Regions from separate parts of the Sus scrofa genome. Here regions 2, 3, 4 and 5 are each linked to region 1. The links are chromatin contacts, called in public Hi-C and HiChIP or PLAC-seq maps. All regions are on one chromosome and are shown on one strand. The core of a region is the stretch at or near the end of the contact, and the rest is flanking DNA. Distances in the headings are between cores, read along the strand shown. Region 1 holds the start of FAM126B (a long non-coding RNA gene). Region 2 holds the start of CLK1 (CDC like kinase 1). Region 3 holds the start of NIF3L1 (NIF3-like protein 1). Region 4 holds the start of CASP8 (caspase 8, apoptosis-related cysteine peptidase). Region 5 holds the start of BZW1 (basic leucine zipper and W2 domains 1).

What was found. Hi-C and Micro-C count contacts between places; a contact is called where the count stands out from the background. HiChIP or PLAC-seq counts read pairs in DNA pulled down with a chosen protein or histone mark.
Region 2: a contact with region 1 is called in an H3K27ac HiChIP or PLAC-seq map of alveolar macrophages. The contact joins the promoter of CLK1 here to the promoter of FAM126B in region 1. A contact is called at or near these places in 2 of 2 datasets of contacts at active chromatin or transcription factors (alveolar macrophages and skeletal muscle).
Region 3: a contact with region 1 is called in an H3K27ac HiChIP or PLAC-seq map of alveolar macrophages. The contact joins the promoter of NIF3L1 here to the promoter of FAM126B in region 1. A contact is called at or near these places in 2 of 47 Hi-C or Micro-C datasets (fetal heart ventricle and skeletal muscle) and 2 of 2 datasets of contacts at active chromatin or transcription factors (alveolar macrophages and skeletal muscle).
Region 4: an H3K27ac HiChIP or PLAC-seq map of alveolar macrophages shows a contact between it and region 1. The contact joins the promoter of CASP8 here to the promoter of FAM126B in region 1. A contact is called at or near these places in 1 of 5 promoter capture datasets (liver), 1 of 47 Hi-C or Micro-C datasets (skeletal muscle) and 2 of 2 datasets of contacts at active chromatin or transcription factors (alveolar macrophages and skeletal muscle).
Region 5: a contact with region 1 is called in a Hi-C map of skeletal muscle, with 4 times the contacts expected there. The contact joins the promoter of BZW1 here to the promoter of FAM126B in region 1. A contact is called at or near these places in 1 of 47 Hi-C or Micro-C datasets (skeletal muscle) and 1 of 2 datasets of contacts at active chromatin or transcription factors (alveolar macrophages).

The regions. Positions count from the first base shown.
Region 1 is chr15:104,746,428-104,749,127 of Sscrofa11.1, forward strand. FAM126B (a long non-coding RNA gene) reads right to left here and starts at 1,261. Exons shown (of 12, transcript XR_002339352.1): 1 at 1,111-1,261; 2 at 289-326. It overlaps NDUFB3 (NADH dehydrogenase [ubiquinone] 1 beta subcomplex subunit 3), which reads left to right and starts at 1,408. Exons shown (of 4, transcript XM_021075852.1): 1 at 1,408-1,565.
Region 2 is chr15:104,560,840-104,563,539 of Sscrofa11.1, forward strand. It overlaps CLK1 (CDC like kinase 1), which reads right to left and starts at 1,303. Exons shown (of 13, transcript NM_001123099.1): 1 at 1,209-1,303.
Region 3 is chr15:104,582,323-104,585,022 of Sscrofa11.1, forward strand. It overlaps NIF3L1 (NIF3-like protein 1), which reads left to right and starts at 1,414. Exons shown (of 7, transcript XM_003133583.6): 1 at 1,414-1,486. It overlaps PPIL3 (peptidyl-prolyl cis-trans isomerase-like 3), which reads right to left and starts at 1,430. Exons shown (of 6, transcript XM_013984381.2): 1 at 371-1,430. The coding sequence starts at 373.
Region 4 is chr15:104,924,913-104,927,612 of Sscrofa11.1, forward strand. It overlaps CASP8 (caspase 8, apoptosis-related cysteine peptidase), which reads left to right and starts at 1,445. Exons shown (of 9, transcript NM_001031779.2): 1 at 1,445-1,491.
Region 5 is chr15:104,524,518-104,527,217 of Sscrofa11.1, forward strand. It overlaps BZW1 (basic leucine zipper and W2 domains 1), which reads left to right and starts at 1,419. Exons shown (of 12, transcript NM_001244493.1): 1 at 1,419-1,498.

The DNA.
Region 1 (2,700 bases), core at 11-2,510:
TGCATTTTACCTCTACTGGAGAGATACAAAGAACATACTTTTTAAACCCAAGAAATAAATAATTCATAAATAGCTTCTCAACTTACAGAGCAAATTACTTAAAAAGGTGATTCCCCCGGCAAAAAAAAAAAAAAAAAAAAAAAAAAAAAAAAAAAAACAGAAACAAAAAACCAAACGAATTCAGACCACCACCTTATTTTCACAGTCTCTAACTTTCATAATATTTAGGGGGTAAAAAAAAAAAAATCTACCAACTAATTATCTAGTCATTTTCCAACTTGCACTTACCTCGTAGTATATATAAGTTCTTGAGGCTCTCCACTTTCCTGAAGATTAAAAAAAAATTTTTTTTAAATTAGCCTTGACCCTCAAAACAAATTCACGAACTATAAAACGTGAACCTGGCCACGCTCATCTCAAACAAACATTATCTCTCAGCCCAAGTCCATATTTGGGATGAGCTCTTCGTGACTACTCTATCCTTCATGCTTCCTCGCCCACAGAGCCTGCCAGGGTAGAAAACAGTCAAAGCAGTGAAAAAAACTATTCTGACATATCAATAGGTTGCAAGATCTCTTCTTCCAGGAGGGCAACCTACTTGTTTGGGTAAATAACAGCCATGGATTACATAATGCACAGCTATGAAGAGTTTCAAGGATCTGACCGCCAGTAAATATTTCTTCTCCGCTCCCTCCGTCCCCACCCGGAGAAATGGCCCTACGAAGCAAGCCCTAGGATTTCTCTCAGGTGCCTGCAATGCCGCGTCCTCTTCTCTCTTGGAGCTTCATGCAAGGAGTCCTCCAGCCCTCATTAAACCGTCTTGCTCCCGCCTCTTTCCGGTCTCCGCCGGCGCCTCCGCAGCCCCCCACGCCCGAGGCCCCCACGTCGCCACTGGGCTCAGCCTCCACCCGCCTCGGCTGCTTTCTCTTCCTCACGACCCTCCCAAGCTGCTACCTGGTCTCTGAAAGGTTCCGGAACCACAAACACTCCAGCTACCGCCCTTTCCGAACCACCCACGTTAGATCCTCTCTATACTCCCTGCAGCCAGAGAAAAAGAAAATCCCTCTTTTCTGGTACTCCGTGTCCCCTAAAGACAGCGCCGCCGCCTACCTGTCACCCCGCTGCCTCCGGCTTCTTACCGCCACCGCCTCCCGCAGCAGCCTGCCAACTGCAGCGCAACAACCGGCCCTCCCATTGGGTGGGTCCACGCTCCAACAACAGCTCCGTTGATTGGAGAAAAATGGCCGCGGCCCTCCCTTTGTGCAGCGTCTAAAGATTCCGGTCTCCCAACAAAGACTCGTTGCTCTTCCCCGCCCTTGGGTCCTTCACTGTTTCTCTTACATCAGTCAGACTCCAGATGCACAGATATGCGGGGAAATTTCCCACTTCCAGCCATCTTCATGTCATCTCCACCTGGACCAGGAATCTGTGCCCCCAGGACCAGGGTATTAAAATTCTCCTCTGCTTTCCTGCCGTGAGGTACTCAAGGTGACAACTTCCGTTTCCGGTTGCCTCCGGCTGGAGGGTTGAATGTTGAGTGTCCTGAGAGGTCAGATTGCTGTCAGGTAAATTGGGGATTTGGTGGGAGATCTGTTGATCGAGAATAAGAATGAGACTCTATCCTGGGAACTGTCAAAAAGGAGAGACTAAATGAGGAAAGATGATGAGAATATGTAACTCAAAATTGAAGGAGATCGAAGAACTAGCAGCGGAGAACTATGAAGTCTTTGAGTTGTGAGAGGTGATTGTAGAAGGATGTAGTGAGAATCCTTGTGGTTGCTAGGTACAGATGCTATTTTTCCACTTCTGCCACTTGCAGCACCCCCTTGCCCCATGTTTTTTGGTTTACCAGCTCTCAAATTGAATATTTGTAAAATAGGAATAACTGTAATACCTGCCTTACCGTCATGCATAGTATAGGTTTGATTTAAGATTTTTCTGGTATGAATGTTTATGACATAATGTTAAAGTGAAAAAAAAGGGTACAAAACCACATCAATTTTTGCAGTGATTACTGTTTTTATTTATTTATTTATTTAGTCTTTTGAGGGCCGCACCCGTGGCATATGGAGGTTCCCAGGCTAGGGGTCTAATCGGAGCTGTTGCTGCCAGCCTAGGCCAGAGCCACCGCAATGCCAGATCCGAGCCTCGTCTGCGACGTACACCACAGCTCATGGCAACACGAGATCCTTAACCCTGCTGAGCGAGGCCAGGGATTGAGCCTGCGACCTCATGGTTCCTAGTCGGATTGTTTCCACTGAGCCAAGACGGGAACTACAGTGATTACTATTTTTAAATTGCATATATGCAGATAAAGGGGCTGGAAGAGACATCACATGTGAAAATAGATAATTTGTCTTTTGTGTTCTAATGTTACTACCGTATTCGCAGTTTTGGTTTTTTTTGTTTATTTGTTTGCTTTTTCTGTCTTTTTGCCATTTCTAGGGCCGCTCCCGCGGCATATGGAGGTTCCCAGGCTAGGGGTCGAATCGGAGCTGTAGCCTCCGGCCTACGCCAGAGCCACAGCAACGCAGGATCCGAGCCGCATCTGCAACCTACACCACAGCTCACGGCAACGCCAGATCGTTAACCCACTGAGCAAGGGCAGGGACCGAACCCGCAACCTCATGGTTCCTAGTCGGATTCGTTAACCACTGCGCCACTACGGGAACTCCCCGTATTCGCAGTTTTTAAAGTGAG
Region 2 (2,700 bases), core at 53-2,552, 190 kb before region 1:
TGAAAGAGGGCTGAAAAAGAAAAAAGAAAAGGGAATTCCAATTGATCAACTTTGGGAAAAATCCTTTCCTGCCAGAAGCACGCATTTACTTTATATATAACTCGCCCATTCAGATGTGCATCACTTTTTTTTATTATTTCCCCAATACAATTTTTTTTCTACTGTACAGCATGGTGACCCAGTTACACATACACGTATACATTCTTTTTCCTCACATTATCATGCTCCATCATAAGTGACTAGACATAGTTCCCAGTGCTACACAGCAGAATTTCGTTGCTAATCCCTTCCAAAAGGAGAGAAACACCTAGCTTAGCCTACGAGCAACTTACACAACCATCGGTGTAAACCATTTTCCCTAAAGAAATGTCAGAACCAAAAATCCCTAACAACTTGAAAAAGACATTAGAGATAAACTTTTCATCAACTACCGTTCACAGCAGTACTAACCGCCCGGGCACCACCTCGTCTCTAAACACAACTTAAGGGGATCCAATTGTTCCCAAGGGGGTGGGCTGGGGGAGAAACTCCCAAGCCTGTGCCCGACCGCCTGGCTTCTCTCACAAGCTCCTCCAAATATGCCACATCATTTCTCTTCCGTCGAGTTCCTAAACCTGCTTTCTGTTTACGCCACTGACGGCAAAGACACTCGCCATTTCCCCTCGAATTACTTTAAGACTCGAGCGGACAGTGAGACCGTCTTACACCCGGTCCCTGTGTTCCTTCTTTCCCTCTGTTACGAACGAAGGTCCTCAGAGGAGCGCGTCTCACGCACATTCCAGAACGCCGTTCTGGCGGCCACCCTCCGCCCGCAGCTTCGCCGCCTCCGCCCCGCCGCCATCTTAGAGCTCGGCCGACGCCTGCGCCACCGACATGGCGCTCGGAGCGCCGGGGATCGGGATCCCTGCTCCCTCTAGGGAAGGCACACGTTCGAGCTCTCTCCGCCTAACAAACACTGTCACTACCCTCCGCCAGGGTCTGGAGCGTCACGGTTCAAATAGAAATCCGCAGCGGCGGACTCGGAAAAGCATAGAAGACGAGCTGTCCACCTTTGTGCAGCCGAAGCGCGGTGGGGGGCGGTGCGAGGGGAAAAGGGGTCACCCTGCAGGACTGCAGACGGCCAACAAGCTTGAAGGGGAACGTCACAGACGCTCTCGGGAAACAGAAAAGGGGCCCTGACACCCAGCCCGCTTCCTTCTGCATCTTACCGTCCAGGCCAAAAAGTCCAAGCCTCAGGAGACAATGCTTGCAACGCGACAACGGAAAACACCCAGCTGGCTGCGACAAGGTCCAACAACAAAATGGAGCCGATTGCCGAAGCGTCTGGGCTCTCCGGGAAAACAAGATGACGCTGCAAACGTCACTCCGCCTCCGGGTGGGGCGGGGCTTGCACAAAGGGTGGGGCTGAGCTGGCGCCCAGGGAGGGGGGCGGGGGACGTGTGCGCAGGCGCCGGGTTCGAAGCTCCGCAACCAGGTTGAGCAGAGGGAGCTGTGACCGCGGCCATGTTGTCTCTGTTCTGTGTTTGGGCTGAGGAGACGTTTTAAGCGTTGGGGAGGAGCGCCTCGTCCATGCTCAACTAAAAATTGTATTTGTGAACGCTAGAAATGAGAAGCTGAAGGAAGCAGAGTGCGAAATAGCGTTACAACGTCTAAAATAATGCTTTAAAAAATTTACACCACCTTCATCAGATAGTTCCAAATTAGGACGTGCCTGGATTTGGACTTTTGCTAAGGTTCTGAAACCAATTTAAAATTTTAGTGGCTGGGACTCACGGACAGAAATTGGATTGGAAGGATTTTCCCGAGATTTTCAAAGGCGAAGAAATGTGAGAGGGACTCCTCACAATATAGCAACACTTCCGCATGGAGCAAGGCCTCTGCGTGTAAAGGCCAAGTAAACTAAAGAGTTGGGGTGGGGGGACTGAAAGATCATTAAGAGAAGACAAATTTGGACTTCTCTTGGAGTTCCCTGGTGGCTCAGCAGCTTAAGGATCTGATGTCACTGCTGTGACATACTCTTTTCTCGCCATTGAAAGGCTTATACTCCTTCCATTTCTTTATCATATATACCTGAGGCACATCTTTGATAGTGGGTTAAAAAAAAAAAATGGCCGGAAAATGGGAACTAGAATCAAATGAGGAGTTCCCTTGTGGTGTAGTGGGTTTAGGATCCAGGCTGACACTGCAGCAGCTTGGCCATGAAACTTCTACATGTCTTCCAAAAGAGGACAGAATTATCTGGAAACAACCTCTGAATAACAAAAATAAAGCTGCAACTTGATAGAACAAAGTAATTGCCGACCCTGGCCATAAACATTAAAAAAAAAAAAAAAAAAGGAAGCTCTGAGGAACTGCTCTGAAGAGGTAGGGAAGAGGTCAGTATTATGATTTTTTTTTTTTTTTTGTCTTTTGTCTTTTTTGTTGTTGTTGTTGTTGCTATTTCTTGGGCCGCTCCCGCGGCATATGGAGGTTCCCAGGCTAGGGGTCGAATCGGAGCTGTAGCCACCGGCCTACGCCAGAGCCACAGCAACGCGGGATCCGAGCCGCGTCTGCAACCTACACCACAGCTCACGGCAACGCTGGACCGTTAACCCACTGAGCAAGGGCAGGGACCGAACCGCAACCTCATGGTTCCTAGTCGGATTTGTTAACCACTGCGCCACGACGGAAACTCCAGTATTATGATTTTAAAGAAGGTGG
Region 3 (2,700 bases), core at 164-2,663, 160 kb before region 1:
GAATTGGAGCTACAGCTGCTGGCCTACACCAAAGCCATGGCAACCTGGGATCCAAGCCAAATCTGCAACCTACACCACAGCTGACGGCAACACGGGATCCTTAACCCACTGAGCAAGGCCAGGGATCGAACCTGAATCCTCATGGAGGCTAGTCAGATTTGTTACCACTGAGCCACAATGGGAACTCCGAAAAACATAAGAATTTTAAAGTGATTTTGTTTCGGTTTTGTTTAGAATCATTTTATACTCTACACTTCTACAGCTTATCATTTGTCTTGTCATTGAAATCTCCATGCAGTTTTATTTCCCTTGACTAGATTTCTAAAAATTATATATACAAAGACATTCATAAGAATTCTATAAAACTTACCATTTTTCTTCTTGATGGTTTCAGGATGTACTGTTACTTTCTTACAGTTTATTGACAGAAGTTCAAAAACGAGCCTCTATTTCCAAAAGAAAAAGAATTAATTCATTTCCCTCTTTTAACTCAAACATGCTCATGTTTCCTGCATATTTAAAAGAAAAATTCTCGAGGAGAACAGATCCCTCCCAAGTAATCCGGTTGTGGAAGCGATCAAGCAATCCTACTCATCTCCAGCCCCTAAACTCCTACTTCCCCTGCTTACTCTTCAAGAAGAGTCTGATACATTTCTGCCTTAAGCCTAGCATTGGGTTTTCCCTTCGCCTGGAACACTTACACTCAGTACGGCTATTTCCCTCACCTCCAAGTCGCTGCTCAAAAGTTAAGTCTCATTGACCTGATAAATCTATTTAATACTGTCTTAAAGATTTCCTTTCCCTAAAGCACTTAGCACTAATATATTATATGCTTTAATTGCTTAATTCAACAACACCCTCCCCTCCAGAATACTCACTCCAAGCAGCTTAAAAACTAAAGCATAGAGCGCTCTTCCAGTGTTCAAGTGAATGAAAGAGTAAGTGACGCTACCCCATACTTACTTAACCACTTCACTGAATACAGATATTTTTTTAGTCAAGAAATAGATTAAGATAGGAAGCTTGTGAGAAATTCAAGTGGTCAGGCAAGGAGGCTCTGCCCACAGCTGTTGTTAAAACAGCAAAGATTCAATAACAGGTGCTCCGGAGAGTCTGTAAATTCCAAGAAAGTTTCTTCAGGCCGCCACCCGGAAGTCGAGCAGGAGACCCACTTAGGAGAACGCCCCTCCTCTGCTCACCTCCTTCCTCCTCCTCCCTATCCCAAACCCAACCGACCAGAACGAGGGAGAGGATGTAATTTATCCCCATCAGGAACTCCTTTGACCTTAGAGAACTTCTTAAATAATCACACTAGGACAAAAGGCGTAATGTTGGGCAATCCCTACAGGCGCCCCTGAACTCAGATGCAAAATAGGAAAGACCTCTTCCGCCCAGCTCCCCCGCCCCGCCCACTTTTACGCCTCCAGGAAGTTCTGCGCAGGACCGGAAGTAGCGCTCTTGGCAACCTGGGACTGGTGATTCTCCGGTGGGTTAGATTCCTGCGTGCGGCAATGAGGCCCTGTCGGCGCGCTGTGGCCCTTGCAGGCTGAGGTTTTGGGGGTGCTGCCGCGAAAGGAGGCGGGGGAGGAGATAGGCGCAGAAAACCGGTTTGCTGCACCAGAGCCTAGGGTTCTAGAGCGGCCAGGGTCCTGACTCGCGGCTTGCCCACTGTGCTCCCCGCACTTTTAATTGTTCTGGAAAAGGCTTGAAGTGGGGCTGAAATAAGAGGGCGAGGTTCACAGGCTGTAAAGTGGGTCCTGCTAATAATACTTATTAACAAGCAGTGCTGACTTTAGGCCAAGCATTTTCTCCAACTTTACGGTGAAATCTTGCGACGATACCGTGAGCTGAACGCTATTCTATTCTTCAGAGATGGGAACCGCAGAGATAGAGTAATCTGTTTAGACAGCTGCGGCTCGGGGAGTCAGTCTGGTTTTAGGGTCAGGTGCCCTTCACACTGTGCCCTGCTGCCTCCTATTCTTGTTAATGAGCTACGCAGCTTGTAGATTCATAGGAAATGGTGGTTTTGTTATTTCCAAGGGCTGCTTCAGATCTAACAATAGATAACTCAAAACCAGTGTGGTGGCCCACTAGAGCTTCACTTTAGCGCTTGCCAGATTTAGAAGTCTGGGGAGTTGGAGTAGTGTCAGGGAATCTGGAGAGTGGAAGTGGTATAAGGACCCTTAGAAGATCTTCAAAGACCCCAGGCTCCAGTGGTTTGTGGAGGCTCCACATGACTCCAAACCATATACTGAATATGGTTTGGGGCCCATTTGCTGCCCATTCATAGAGTGATCCACGTACGCATCCCATGATTCTGGCTGCTGACAAAACACTTCATTTTTAAAATATGTTGTTGTTACTTTTTTCCCATAAAGCACCTTTTAATGTTTGTCTCTACCACCATAACTTAATTCTGCTGTGATAAGGGAATGGAGACTGTGCCGGTCTGTGCAGTAAGCATTTAGCACTGGCCTGTATTGGTGATACTGAGATACAGAAGAGATAGTTCCTGTTCTCTGGTAGCTTGCCAGTACTGTGGGAGACAGAAAACAGGAATGTAACATAAGAAAAACTAGGGCAGAAGCAGGTGGGATGGGGGAGGGGGACACAGAAAAGGAAGGTTTGTTAAGAAAAGCTTTATTTAGGAAGTCAAAGGGGACTTGGAAAGAAGGGTAATAGAGAAATGGAGAAGGCTGG
Region 4 (2,700 bases), core at 195-2,694, 180 kb after region 1:
CAAGCACACTGCGCTGCAAGTTCTGCTTTTGGCCATATCCCACTTGGTAACCACGACTTGCTCTTCCACAATGGACAGGCTGCTCAACCCTATGTAAAGGCTGTGTAAGCACGTGCCCATCAATCCTTAGCCTGATCCAGCTTGCAAACGTTTGCCCATCTGATACGTACAAAGTAGGGAGCTCGTTGCTTTATTTTGCATTTTTCAGCTTCTTCATGAGTCTGAGCATCATTCATCCACTTTGGCCATCTGAGTACCCGGTCAGGGAACCCTGTGTTTCTATCCACTGTCCTTCTATAGGGTTTTTCTTTTTCCCTTGTTGATTTGCAGGAAACCTTGTAACATTCTAGATGTTGCTACTCTTGTGTCCTGGGAACATGGACACAAAAGTTTCAGTCTCTGCTTTTGTGATGCTCACAGCTGAGGACAGGAACTAGTCACAAAACAGCGGGACACCAACTGGCTGGATGCTCTGGAGAGTCTCGAGGGAGAGTCAGGAAGACCCTCCTGGCCTAAGAGTTAGCCGTGAAAAGGGCTTCATTCTGTTGGTGTGTTTTCCCTCATAATTCTCAGAGTGGAGTCAGGGGTAGCAAAGGGCCACCACACTTCTCCTCGGCCCTGGGCAGGTGGCCGGGCTCTTTCAGACACCTCATTAATCCTCAGGCATCCGTGAGATGGGTCTCTGCCCTCTGAAAATTTATATTCCACTTGGGGAGAAAAAAAAAAAAAAGCAGTTCTGAAGAAGAGAGTTATTTGATTTTATCCCCCTCTGTTTTTATCATCAGAAAACATTTCAACTGACTGACAGCAAAAAGGCAGGGTTAATGTGTATTTTGTTCTCTGTTGTATCTCCAGGCCCCAGGCCGTGGTGAGGACCCCAGGATTTGCCTCCTTGGTAAGTTCTGCTGGGAACTTTGCAAGGAAGGACTGTGCTTCTAGAATTTTCTAGGCAGCTGAAAGTGGGACCTGGTGGCCTCCGGGTCACGAGGTGATCGTTGTATTTGAGGGCCAGTGGGGAAACCATGAGCGTTTCTGTTGAAGGTCAGCAGAGCCTCTGAGAGCTGTGGTGAGGGGCCTCCATTTCTAGACCTCCTGGCCACGCAGGAAGGCTCCATGAATTGAAAACATTGATGTCTTCATCACAAATGCAGCAAAATCTGTAAACCCTTGAAAGAAGAGAGTGGTAAACGAGGGTCCAAGGGAAAATGACCTGCCCAAAGCCACACAGCCAGAGCCAAAGGTCAAGTGGCCAGGGTCCCCGCCCAGCCCTGCCTCCTGTTCTTGGGCTCTCTCCTGGAGCTCTAGACGGAGGTGCTGCCTGGAGGCTGGCCTACCTCATTCAGCCTAAGTGACTCAGGAGTTTCGAAAACAGGAAGTTAGTGAGCTGTGCTGTTGGTTCTTTATTCGACTTTTATTCTTGTCGTAGATGGGCCAGGAGAGAAGAGGCCTGTGAAGCGGCTGCCACGGTGAGGATCCCAGGATTTGCCTCCGGTAAGGTCGGATGGGCCTCTGGAGAGGAAAGCCTTTGATTTTAGGGTTTTCTAGGCGCTGAGTGTGGGAGCTGGTGGCCGCAGGGCCCATGGGGAGTTCCTTGTATTTGAGTGGGGATGGGGACCCTGGGAGAGGGAGCAGCTCCTCTGAGAGCTGTGGTGAGGGTCCCCAGATCCCAGATCTCCAGGCCCCTCCGGCTTCGGTTGGTCATTCCTGGGTGTTTTTTTGTTTTGTTTTTGTTTTTTTCATGATACTTCAAGCCAATTATGCTGGGCAGATGATCAAATAGAAACCAAAATTTAAATCTCAACTGACTTTCCTGCTATAGTTACCCATCTGCTGATACACAGACCCACCAATATAAACACATGCATCAACAGATACATGCGTGCACACCTAAGAATTCAATTGTTTATTTTTTTGAGAAATTGAAGGGGTGCAGAATAGTACAGGAATAATATAATGGCAACCACACACTGGTCATCAGAGACTTGTGCTTGTGAGGTTGAGCATTTATTGGTGAAGTCACACATCTCTTCGGTTTGGCTAGAAGTTTTTTGAGGTTTGGACACATTTTCTGGGGTGTGTGATAGTGCTGGCTGGGGCCTGCAGTGGACAGTGTTTGTCTGCAAGGTGGACCTCTGGCAGGTTCTGGGGGAACCCCCAGTTTGGGGCAGCCAGCCTGGGCTTGTGGGAGCGACCACACTATCACTTAAGTGTTTCGGCCTGACAGCAGCTTTCAAGTACTCTTGAGCGTTGAATGAGATACAGATTGTTGTCTCAGAAGACCAATGCAAATTTGGGGTTCCTTTTCCCTAGCTTTGAGGTAGTTTCCCAAAGGAGCAAGGGTGCTGCTGGAATGGTGCCCGAAGGATTGTTTGTGATTTGATGAGATTTATTTGCAATTATATTGCGGCATAAAAGGTGATTTAGGATTCTGGGATAAGACGCTGAGGTCTAAATCCAGGCTCCAGCATGTATTGGCTTGGTGTGTAAGGTTCTAATCCTCTCTTGGCATTAGTGGATTTGTTAAAAAGTCCAGTTTTCGTATTTTGGGGGTTTCTGTGGTCTTTCCAATTTTTAAATAATTTATAATCTTCAAAAACATTTTGATTATGTGTCTTTCTTCATTAAATTCCTTCACTGGCTTCCAACTGTAATTAGAATGAAATCCAAATCTTTGTGATGTCTGTCATTGAGGCCCTTGAG
Region 5 (2,700 bases), core at 169-2,668, 220 kb before region 1:
GGCACTGTTTCAGTGAAGAGAAATGATTTTGGCTGCACTTGGGAAGATTATTCTGGAAGTGTGGAGAAAGGGACAGAACAGTTAGAAAGTTACTGCAAAAGTCGCAGTTAGAGGTCTCTAGTTCAATTAAGATTCATTGAATGGATAAATAAGAAAGATCTTGGTGGCAAGGCAGCATATTATAGCAGTGGAGCCAGACTGCTTGAGTTCAAAACAAGCTCTTCATTCGCTAACTGTATGAACTTGAGCAAGTTACTTGGCCTCTCTATACTTCAATTTTCCTATCTATAAAATGGAACTGGAGTTCTCTTGTGGCACAGTGGGTTAAGATCTGGCATTGTCAATGCTGTGGCCCCAGTCACTGCTGTGTCGTGGTTTGGATCCCTGGTCTGGAAACTTCCACATGCTGCAGGTGTGGCCAAAAAAAAGAGAGAGAGAGAGAAAGAAAAGCTATAAATTAAATGGGGCTAATAATAATTTCTAGATCATAAGGTAGTTTTGAGGATTAAATGAGGTGAATACAGAAAATGCTTAGAAGAATGCATGACACATACCTGCTAAAGTAGCAATTATTTTTATTAGTGAAACGTTTTATTAATTTAGTGGTTCTCATATGTGGTACCTAGACCAGCAGCATCAAGCATCACAAGGAATTGGCTGGAAATGCACATTCCCACACCAGATCTACATACTTCGGGTGAAGCTCAGCAGTGTGTTTTAACAAGTCCTCCAGGGGATTCCGATGATCTCCGAGTCCCCACAACCAACATACTCAAGAGGGAACTACAGAGACCACAGACAAGGATGGCGGTCACATTCGGAGGACCGAGTTTCCTTCCGACACCAATCTGCATTTTCCTCCCTCTTAAGAGAGGCAGTGCACGACCCCACCCAGCCAGCACTGCAAAGCAATGTTGCCTCGCTCCGGACTTAACCTGAGCAAGTTCTGCCAACGCGGGCTGGAGTGGAAGCCAGGTGTAGACACTTTACCAAACTCAGCCTTTGCCCACGAAGGACTCAGGCGCCCCCAGCCCTTGGGCTCCGACTTCCGGCGCTAGAGAAGGAGGTCGGTGGAGAAGGGACTCAGAGCGGACGTGTCCAACTTCCTCGGCACCGGCGGGGGTGGTAGGGAATATTCGTTTTCCTAATCCCTCCGAGTGCCAACTAAGAGACCCGATGATGCGGCGGTGATAGAAAGATGGTCTAATCTAGGATAAACGTCCTGGAAACCTAGAACCCAGTGAGGGAATAAAGAAGCCTTCAAAATCCTCTCGGCTTCCTTCACCTCCTTTCTCATCCCATGCCCCAAAGCCGCGATCAGGGAGGGGCGGGGGAGAGCCCCAGAGGAGGAAATCTCGCGATAGGACACAGACCGGGGCGGGGGTGGCACCTCTTCCCTCCGCCACCTCCTCGCGTTAGTTCCGGTCGCAGAGGAGACACCGCCGCAGTTGCCGCCACCTCCGGGATTTCTGGCTCTTTTCTCTTCGCCTTAAATTCGGTGAGGCGCAGACCTCGCTCATCTTGGGCCGACGTTGTGGCTCCTCGTCGCTGAGCAGAGGGTGAAGGAGGCGGCAGGCCCTGTGCGGCCCAGCTTGGATGGGCCCGGGCGGAGGCCGCCGCATGAGGCCGGACGGGATCCAGGGCCTGGATTCGGGGATCGGGGCCGCCGCCTCAGCGGGGAGGCCGAGGGACGGCTGCCCGGACCGGAACGAGGGTCCTGTGTGTGCCCCGCGGAGGCAGAGGCGGTGGGCGAGGCAGACCCCCCCTCCGGCCCTGCCCGGCCTGGGTAACAAAGCCACCGCGGCCTCTGTTGGGTGATGTACGCGTGGGGGGCTTCCGGCGGGCGGGGCGGAGGAGCCGCCACCACCACTGCGGCCGCCCCCACCGCCGCTGCTTTCGCTGGAGGGCGGGCGGATGTACGGAGCGGCGGGGCCCCCGGCGCGAAGCGCCTCGGCTCCTGTGATCCGCTCGTTGCGGCGGCCGCCTCCGCCGTCGACGGGGTCAGTAGAGAAGGGGCTGCAGACGAGGAGCAGCCCCTACGGCGCCCTGCCTGGGGCTGAGGGGTCCTGGGCGGGGGCAGGTTGTCTGTGGCTCGGCCGGGAGGCACAGGAAGAGTTGGATGGGGAAACACGTGCCGCGGGAGGAGGCTTGGATAGGAGAGTATTGGGCGAAGGAGGCTGGCCTGCTTTCAGGTTCTTTTGAAGGCAGGAGTGGTGCAAGCGGCCTCTGCGGTTACGGGCACGACTTGAGGGGAGGGTAGTGCTGCTCCTCAGATGAAGGGATTCGCCTTCTGACTGTGTCTTTAAATTGATGTACATGTTTTGGATACCTCCTGACTCTGGTGGTCATCTCTGTTTAGCCCTCTTTAGTACTTAGAAGTAATGGAAGATGTAGGCGAGTTTAAAGAGGAACGAGGAAGAGCCTAAACTATGTTTATGATGGGTGATTTGCCACCAGTCACTGTGGCACTGTAAAGTCATTTAAAAGTATCCTTCACATTCCGTCTTTAAAACGGTTTTTGTTTTTTTTTTTTTTTTTTGTAGAAAGAAATGCGGATTTAAAACTTATATTTAGTTCAGGCAAAGGCAGTTCTTTGTGCCTGCCCAGGTCTATTGCTTGTCTGAAAGTTTATGATCTGTGTGGTTTATAAGTCCCTAGACCAAGGTTTGATGCTTTGTTTTTAAAATGCATGTTATTTTT